Regions from separate parts of the Mus musculus genome. Here region 1 is linked to region 2. The links are chromatin contacts, called in public Hi-C maps. All regions are on one chromosome and are shown on one strand. The core of a region is the stretch at or near the end of the contact, and the rest is flanking DNA. Distances in the headings are between cores, read along the strand shown. Region 1 holds the start of Fam78a (family with sequence similarity 78, member A). Region 2 overlaps Lrrc8a (leucine rich repeat containing 8A VRAC subunit A).

Region 1 (4,382 bases), core at 1,071-3,570, 1.8 Mb before region 2:
GCCACTGGGCTCTAACAGGTTCCAGGCATTTGGGGTGATGGAAAATTAGATGGTCATCCCTAGATGCAATGGCTTCCTTCTGTATACACGGAGTAGCAGTGATTAGCTAATGGCACGAGGTGTTGCAGGTCGGAAGGGTTCCCAGAAGAATAGTATGTAGTGTGGAACCTGGGGAGGCCAGGAAAGACTGCAGACCGTACATGAGGCCCTTAGGGACTATATGCTGCTGCAGTCTCACACCAGGCAGGCCTGGGTGTACTAGTTACTTGAAAGTTGGATGGGAAACGGACATTGCCCCACTAGCTAGCTAGGACCATGGGACATTAACAATGGTCAGGCTGAGAATGTGGCTGGGAAAGACAGCAGCCACCTTGACTGGCCATTTCCTGTGTGGCTTCCTCACAGACCCTCCCAAAGTTTCAGAGATGCCCCCTCCATCTTTGGCCCTCCCAGGCGGTCAGTGGACTCCAGCTTTGGGACTAACTGCAGGTATCCACCTGTGCCTACTGCAAACAGCCCTGAAAGTCAGAGTTAAGGGGCCGTGGTGGGGCACACCCTTAGTGTGACTGGCAGGTTTTCTGATGTCACAAACTATCCTTTATCTAGAAGCTAATGGCTTGGTAGGGGTGGAGCTAAGGGCCTGAGGCTACTTAGATTCTGGCTCTCTACTCCTTTTGACCCCCAGATGGTCTCAGCAGGGATACCTGCTAGATTGGGGTGGTGGGCAGGCCTTTTCAGTCTTCCTCTCTGGGTATTTTTTTCCTCTGTGAGACATACATAAGAACTTTCTGACTCAATGTCTGATGAATGTAAATTTCTTACATACTTGGGACCAACTAGCTGACAACCCTCTCACCATGCTGAAGATACAAACATGATCAATACAGGGTTGGGGTTTGGGGGTTGGGAGACACCAACTTTTCCCACCCTCCAAACCTTCCCAAGTCTTGGAGCTTCCCAAAACTTCCATGCTTTCCACCCAACCACCAACTCCGGCAGCTAGGATCCCCAGGGCAGTGCCCCAAGTCTCCTGAACTGGAAAGCTGCTGGCATCCAGAAGTCAAAGGGCAATAGGAACACCCCCAACCCCAGGACCCGAGAAAGACAGAACTACACTACCCAGAATTCCTAGGGTTAGAAAAAAAGGAAATGTCGTTTATGCAAGAAGAGGCTCAACTCCCCCAGCAGCTGCAGAGAGGTGGGAAAGAAGAGAGAGAGAGAGAGAGAGAGAGAGAGAGGGGGGGGAGAGTGTGCTGAGTGCCAGAGCTAGGGAGGAGAGCCGGGCGGGCTGGAGGAGGAGGCGGTGCCTACCCGCCTGCACGCTACCGCCTGCGGACCTGCATCCCACGGGGCGCACGGGCGAGCGCAGGTCCTGCGTGCGCCGGTGCGCGTTGTCGCGCGGCTGCGGACGAACACAGGGGCCAGACAGGCGCAGGGACCGAGTTTCTGCAAAGTTTGACCTGGTTGCCTTTCCGATGCTGCAGCAGAGCGAGGCGGCGCGGGGCGCGCCAGGCGGCTGCGGCGCGGCGGCGGGGCAGAGCGGTGACAGCACGCTCATAATGATCATAAAATAAGGAGGCGCTCGGGGTGGGGGCGAGAGAGCCCCGAGCCTCAGCCCTCCGCCCCCGGCCATCCCCACAGCAGCCCGGAGCCAGGAGGGGCTTGGGGATCCGAGGCGCCCACGCCATCCCCGGACCCTAGTAGATAAGAGCCAGGGGACACTGCCCAGGGGAGGGGGCGCCCCGAAAACGTGCGGGCAGAGAGGTTAGGGAAGACCGGAGGGCGGTGACCCAGGCACCTGGAGCGGCCCTAGGGGCAGGTGAGTTCGTGACGCCCCCTGGGTGGGAACCTGACTGCCAAAGTTCCTCGGCGGAGGCGCGCGCTCGGGACGCGCTGGGCTCAGCTAAGGCTCAAGCTTGGTTAGGGGAAACCGAGGCACGCGGTGGGGCGGGGGGGGGGGGCAACACGCCTTCTTGGTGTCCAGCCACCTCTGCCGGCAAAGGGCAGAATGCCTTAAAAGACCGGCCTGGGCTTGGCACTGAGGCCCCGGGGATCGAGACACTGGAGCGAGAAGGGGCGTTTCACGCTGGTGGCGTGGTACTGATGCGCAGTACCCGAGCCGGGAGGTCCTAGTGACCCACTGCGGTGGCAGTCTGAACGACCCCTCACCCCTCCCTCGAGCTAAACCGGTGTCAGCGGAGATGTCACGGGAGGCGATTATTCGCTGGTGCGCGCAGTCGTGCGGCCGCCACTGACGGGGCGGGCGGAGGGGGGCGCCACCTCCGGGGAGACCGCCCAGAGCTGCGCCGTCAGCTCCACAGCCCGTGCCCGGCGCACAGGCATCGCCGCGCCCTCGAGTCCCCCGCAGTAAAGTTCGGCTCAACTTTGCCGCCCTGTGCCTTCCACCTCTCTGCAGGTCCTCGGCGGCCGAGGCGAAGCAGGCGGCGGCGGATATCCGAGTGCAGTCCCGGAGCCCTGCGCGGCAGTCAGCGGCTACAGCGACAGTGGCAGAGGAACGCGCGAGTGGGCGCCGGAGGGGACCTGGCGAGCACCTAACCCGGAGCGCACCTCTCGGAAGGGCGGGTGGATACGGGCCTCACAGGACGTCGGACCTCTGCCGCTTGAATCGGAGCTCACGCTGCAATTGATTGGGCCCCGCCGGGCGGGCGCGTGTGTTCCAGGGAGCCGGTGCGGAAGGCAGAAGGGCAGGAAGTCGGCGTTCTGCAGCGAGGGTGGCGCGACCGCGCGGGGACCGAGCCTTCCTTATTTATGTGCCTGGCAGAGCCCGTCTGCTTCCTGCGAAGACTTCAGGGAGAGTGTCCGAGCTGCCATCCCCAAGTGTGAGGACGCAGCGCTGGATGTCAGAAAAACATGCTTCTCCATTAAACTCCAAACTTTTCTTTTTTTAAACCCAAAGAATATCGGTGGCTTTTGCCCACTGCTAGAAGAGGGAGCCCAGGGCTCTTGAGATGCAACAGAACCCATATTTATAACAGGACCCGGCAGTGCTATGCAAACCTCCTCTACTCCTTAAGTTCTCTAGCCTATGGATCTCGATTTTGAGTTTTGAGATTAGATTGAGCGCTCTGCACTGGGTCCTGCAACCTCCATCCTTTCAATGCCCTGTTATTTTTGGGACTGCTGGCCTTCCCTGGAGATTAGAGCGGTCCTGTGTGCCATGGGCTGTATTCAGAGCATCGGAGGCAAAGCCAGAGTCTTCCGGGAAGGGATTACCGTGATTGATGTGAAAGCCTCCATCGACCCCATCCCCACCAGCATCGACGAGTCCTCCAGCGTGGTATTGCGCTATCGGACACCCCACTTCCGGGCCTCAGCCCAAGTGGTCATGCCGCCCATTCCCAAGAAGGAGACCTGGATCGTTGGTTGGATTCAGGCGTGCAGCCATATGGAGTTTTACAACCAGTACGGGGAGCAGGGCATGTGAGTACTCCTGGGGACAGGCTGGGGGCCTTGAAGGCTCGGGGAGGCTGGAGCAGGGCTGCAGGGGTCTTTAGGCAGGGGTGGAACTGTCTCCAAGCCTTCTTGGGTCAGGCAACTCTGGGGAGCCTTTATGTTGATTAGGGTCCTAGCTCAGCTAGACCTGCCCTGCCATTATCCCTGGTGCCCAGGGTTGTTCTGTCCTCCCTGGCAAGATGCTGAGAGAACAAGAACCTGTGCCCCTTTGGTAAAGCAAGTGTCAGGGCCATCTGGGGTCACCAGAGAAGTCATCACTCTGCCCCCCAGGCTCAGGCCTCCATGAACCCATTAGCTGATGGGAGTGGTTGGAAGCCTCAAAACAGCTTCCAGACTTCTTTGCACAGGACTTTGCCGTGGGGTCTGAACTTGTCTGAGTTGTGTGTGGAGGCTCAGATGCACAGAAGAGCTTCGGAGGCCAGCTTTACCATTGTCAGTGGTGGTGGGCCGTGGCAGTGTGTGTTTGAAAGGGACTTCAGAAACCCAGTTTGCTCTGCAGTGTGCAGCTTTGCTCCCACTGGAGGTCAAGGGTCAGCATCCAGTGTCCCTCCGGTGGGGCCCTGACTAGGAGCGGCTAGAGGGACACATTGGTTTCATCTCTGTGGTTTGGTCTCTTAGAATGAGATAGATCTACATGGGACCCTGGAGCCCTTGGGTCTTGTTCTGCATGCTCTCTGGCCCCAAAGAAGGCCATTCCTCCCTGTGGAAGGCAAGCTCGTGGGGACTGTGGTGAAAGCAGCTGCTGAGACCCAGTGGTTGGTGGGGGTGTGGGGACACCACACACACACACACAGTCCCTGGCTTGACCCCTGTGGTGGCTCACCGACACTGTCTCTCGAAGTCTTTGGTGTCCACTCTACGTGGCCTCGCTTCTCAGCTTTAAGAGAGAGGTCTCTGGAGAGTTGGCG
Region 2 (4,980 bases), core at 2,355-4,854:
CTAGGTCATACTTGATACCTGTGGGGCCTGTGTCAGGCGTCGGCAGGACTGTGGAGTTGGGGTAAGTGGGCTCTGGGCTGGAGGCTGCCCAGCCCCGGAAGGAGTCGTTGCAGGAGTCTTTGGTGACCCACTTACAAGGTAGGCAGATCATCTTGTCCTGGGTGACTTGCAGCGTCCCTCCAAAGACAGCAATCATCAGCATGACGATGGAGATGTAATCAGTGAACACATCCCACCAAGGCTTCAGGATCCGGTATGCTGGCTGTGTGTCCGCAAAGTAGCGGAGCTCTGTCACCGGAATCATGGTTTAACCTGAAAGGGACCAGGAGAGGGGTTTATCACAAGGCAGTCTCTCAAGTCTGGACCCCAAGAATGAGGGAAGAATATAAGAACCCCACCAATGGCCAGAAATTCCATCCTACAAGTTAGGTGTAGTGAGACATACATGCTTTAATCCCAGTACTCAGGAGGCAGAGGCAGGGTTCCGAGTTCCAGGCCAGCCTGGTCTGTATAGAGTAAGTTCAAGACCAGCCAGAGCTACACAGATAATTTCCTCACAAGAAGCAGTGAGGAAGACCAAGAACTCAGTCTTTTTTGTTTGTATGTTTTGTTCTTTGTTTTTTTGAGATAGTCCATGTAGCCCTGGCTGGCCTGGAACTCTGTAGACCAGGCTGGCCTTGAATTTACAAAGATCTGCCTCCCTCTGCTCCTAAGTGCAGGGATTAGAGATATGCACTCTCATGCTTGGCAAAACAACTTTTAAATTACTTTTTTATACATATGGTGTCTGGCATGCATGTATGACTGTGCACCAGTACAAGTCTGGTGCCCACAGAGGACAAATAGGGAGTCTGAATCCCATGGAGCTGAAGTTACAGAAGGTTGCAGGACAATGTCGGTGCCAGAAATTGAACCCAGGTCCTCTGAAAGAGCAGCCAGCATTCTCAACTGCTGATCCTCCAGCCCTCCGAAACTCATTCTGATAAAACAAACTGTGAAGTCTAAAAAACATCTACAATGTAGTCAGGTGTGACGGCACACAACTTTAGGTTTTTTTTGTTTGTTTGTCAAGACAGGGTTTCTCTGTGTAGCCCTGGCTATCCTGGAACTCACTCTGTCCATCAGGCTGGCCTTGAACTCAGAAATCCGCCTGCCTCTGCCTCCCAAGTGCTGGGATTAAAGGCGTGGGCCACCAGCCCGGCTGGCTACACCTTTAGTACCAGCAGAAGCTGGCACATCTCTGTGTGTTTGAGGCCAGCCTGGTCTACATAGAGAATTCTAGACTGGCCAGGGCTACATAGACTCTATCTCAAAAACAAAAGAGACCAAAACACATCTCCATATTTCTACACACTAGGTGTAGACAGGGCTATGGAGAGACAGCAGGTCTAGTTAGGGACTCCTGGGGGTAGGGGTGCACGAGGGAGGTTATGGGTAACTTCCTGTGGATAACTGTGGTGTGGGGAAGAGAGCGGTAAACAGCAAGTCAAGGACCGCCTCCCCAGAGAGCTTGTCTGGCTGGACTGGAAGCCTGGGAACCTGGTCTAACAGTGGCTTCTGCCTAGTGTGAGAAACGCTGGAACAGGGGCTGCTTTAGGAAGAGCTTGCCTGTGCCACAAACACGAATGTAAGGGGAGTCCCTGGAGCCCCTTGACATTCTGCCAAGGAGCCTAAGCTTACACTGCTCTACAAATCTGTAGTGAGTGGGATATAGGAAGTGTCTATCCCCAGAAGTTCACTAGAGAGCATCTGGGAAAATATAAAATGCATGAGATGGAGGGAAACCCATGGCCCTGCTAACGCGGCTGCTCTCAGCTTTTTCACCGACTTCTGGTTCGCCATCTGAGATAGGGTCTCTAGCATCAGGCTGGCCTCAGACTCATCCAGCACATACGGTGCCAACGGTGACCTTAAGCTTCTGGTCCTGTCTACTCCCTAATCCACCACACTCAGTTTATGTGCTGCTGAGGACCAGGCCACAGACTTCCTGCATGCTGCACAGGAGCTGCATCACCACCCCATTTTAAAAAGTGAAATTGAGCTTTTATGATCAGAATCTAGTTCTCACACCGAATGTTACGTATCGTGTCAGATAGGTCTCATTCTCTCAGAGAGGAGTGGAGCACCCTGCCAGGGACCTCCTGTGTTTTCACACTGATCTTGATGATGGCAGTAGGGACAGGTTCTCCGTGGTGATCCTCTCCGCAAAGGCCAAGGGCTCCCCACCAGTCTCTCGAGGTCACCTGTGTGAGGTTGGAGGCCCTGTGCATTTAGTACAAGTGGCAATAGCCACAGCACAGGGCAGGCTCCTCCCACACCGGCTCTAGTGCACTCTCTGCTGTCTTCTTTAACCGATTTCGTGGACAGAAAAACAGAGATTCTGGGAGGCCAAACACCTGCCCAATGTCACGTTTTATCAAGTAAGACATCAGCCCACTCCTAGCTAAGCTTAGGCTTCACTGCTCTATTGAGTTTGCCCTCCTCCTGCCTGAGGTCCCATGCACAGGAGGTGCCGGATACTTGTGGTGTTTAAGAGACTATTGCAAGTATTCAGGGTCCCCACTCCTAGGTTCCCATTGTTTAGGTCGCCTCAGGGCCAGCAGACACTAACACCTGCCCTAGGCCAGCAGCCACCAAGCCAGCTAGCTCTCCTGGTGAGGCCTGGATTCTTGGGCCAGGATGAGTGCCTACCTCACAGGAAGGCCCCAGCCCCCTAATGACCAGCTGGCTCTGTACACCACCCACACTCCTGGGAGAGAGGGGCACAGGCGTGCGGTGGGGAGGGCTGGCTGAATCACACAGCTGACTTTCAGCAGGGAACTATTTTTCCTGGCTCCAAGGCCTCATCCAAGGTAGCCAAAGACTGGAGAAGGGGACAGGAAAGATTTAGGACCTAAGGGAATGAGATACCCTGTCTCACTCCTGGGAGGTGTGAGACAGGTGACTGGTTGTGACAGACAGACAGACAACTAGGATCAAGTCAGTTTCTGGCTGTGACTTCCATTTCACAGTACTTTTTAACTTTGATTTCTGGTGGAAAGTTGAGCCTGTCAGTTCATGAAATATATCCAGCCTCCTATCGAAAGACGAGCTCAGCTGTGCTGCCCAGCAAAGTAGTGGTCAGGGCCCAAGACGCAGAGGAAGCAGCCCAGGCTCTGAGCAGTAAGACCTGGTAGCTCCCTTGGAAAGGAGACGCTCCTATCCATTCACGGTATCCACCTGCTCCCATCCCATCTCAAAGCACATTCTGGGTGCTATGTAGCCCTTAGCTGGGCTCTGTGAGGGTAATGAACATCCAAAGTGTACCCCACCTCAGGCCAGGTGTGGGCTGATCCCAGAGGAGGCCTGGGCCTGAGAGTGGCTTGTGTAGAGGACAACCCTAACAGCAGGGGTATTACAGGCGCAGTTTGAACTGGCATGGTCTGCTCCCCTCCCCCTCCTGAGCCAGACCAGATGCTTCTCTAGCACACAGTCCACAGCACACAGTGAGTAAGAAACAGAGGCACTCTCACAAAGAGAAGGGTGGGAGTGGGCAGGGATGGGTGTGGATCTGGGTGTGGTAAACCAGCAGTTTCAGGTGGATGTGGCTTGGGTAGAGCCAGCAGGGTGGCCCCTCCCACTTCCTGCCTCAGGGAGGGACTGGAGCTACAGGGAGTGGTGAGGTGCTGTACCCTCCAGCAGCCCAGGGGGCAAGAGAAGTAAGCACCCACACTGGGAGCAGCTCTCCATGCAGAGGCTGGGAACCGGCCCAGTCCAGACTCCACTGTGCTGCCCATGGCGTTCTCGGCTAGCTTTGAGATATGATGAGATAACTACCATAAATGTAACCATTGTGTAACTCCTGTGTCTGGCCAGTGCTGTGAGGTAGAGCTGTGGCTCAGATGTCCCCACTAGCTACTGCACAGCCTTTTTGTCTTACACAACAGAAACTTTGTCATTAAGTGCCTGCCCATCTCCATGGACCCCATGGTTCTAAGTCTCTCTGGGATCATACAGCACTGCCCTGCTTAAGAGGACACTGGAGTAACAGGCGGTTGTAAGTCACTTCATATGGGAACCAAATGAAGGCGCAAGAGCCTTAGCCACTAGGCCATTTCCATCTTTCTTTTCTTTTTTTTTCCTTTTTTCTTTTTCTTTCTTTTCGGTTTTTCAAGACAGGGTTTCTCTGTATAGCCCTGGGTGTCCTGGAACTCACTCTGTAGACCAGGCTGGCCTGGAACTCAGAAACCCACCTGCTTCTGCCTCACAAGTGCTGGGATTAAAGGTGTGTGCCACCACCGCCGGGCCTTTCTTTTCTTTTTGAGACATGGTTTCACTATATAGTTCAGATTGACCTTAACTCAGCAATCCTCCTGCTTCAGTTTCCTAAATGCTGGGACTGTAGGTATGCAGCACACACTCTGCTTCTTCCCTAAGGTTCAATATTACCCGCCATGCCCATTTTACACACGGGCATACATGCTCAAGACAGACTACACACCCAGGCACAGTGCAGCCCAGCCAATCCACACCCGGGCCATTCCAATGAGGAGACCTACCTGGCAGCTGTCCTGGACGTGCCTGAGTGAGAAGGGAGAGCAGTGGAAGGATGAGAGAGGTGCATGAGAGGAGGACCTTTCTCTGCAGGCTGTCTAGCTTCTCTGTCTGGAAGGAGTACAGACTCCAGGGAATGTGCCAGGGAGTGTAAAATATGGGTAAAGGATCTGAAAGGCAAGTGACAGAACCCAGTCTTCTGCCCCTCCCCAGACCATTCAACAAGACTGCAGTGGGAAAAATACTACCTCAGTTTCCTAACACAGTCAGGCTACCATGAAAATATGGTGGGACTAAGGCCCTGAGCTCTGCAGAGGAGCAATAGACTGGGGCCAGGCTGGCTCTGCTGCTCTCTAGGAGAGTGAGCTAGGCAGATGGCTTTCCCTTTCTGAGCCCTGACTCCTTCCTGACATAGTGCCACGTTTTAGGCCAGAGCCTGGGGCTGGG

What was found. A called contact is a pair of places that touch in the nucleus more often than the background predicts.
Region 1: a Hi-C map of CD8 T cells shows a contact between it and region 2, with 3 times the contacts expected there. The contact joins the promoter of Fam78a here to the enhancer-like site in region 2. A contact is called at or near these places in 1 of 484 Hi-C or Micro-C datasets (CD8 T cells) and 1 of 115 datasets of contacts at active chromatin or transcription factors (embryonic stem cells).

The regions. Positions count from the first base shown.
Region 1 is chr2:32,081,643-32,086,024 of GRCm38.p6, reverse strand. Fam78a (family with sequence similarity 78, member A) reads left to right here and starts at 2,320. Exons shown (of 2, transcript NM_175511.4): 1 at 2,320-3,441. The coding sequence starts at 3,119. It overlaps Gm33126 (a long non-coding RNA gene), which reads right to left and starts at 756. Exons shown (of 3, transcript XR_374254.3): 1 at 1-756.
Region 2 is chr2:30,250,500-30,255,479 of GRCm38.p6, reverse strand. Lrrc8a (leucine rich repeat containing 8A VRAC subunit A) reads right to left here. Exons shown (of 4, transcript NM_177725.4): 3 at 1-312. The coding sequence starts at 304. Among named protein-coding and RNA genes, the nearest start is that of Phyhd1, 14 kb to the left of the region's middle. Within about 2 kb of position 3,604, at least 219 of the 459 cell types and tissues checked have an H3K27ac peak or open chromatin away from gene starts, as enhancers often do. A contact at or near this core is called in CD8 T cells and embryonic stem cells, where this site is marked.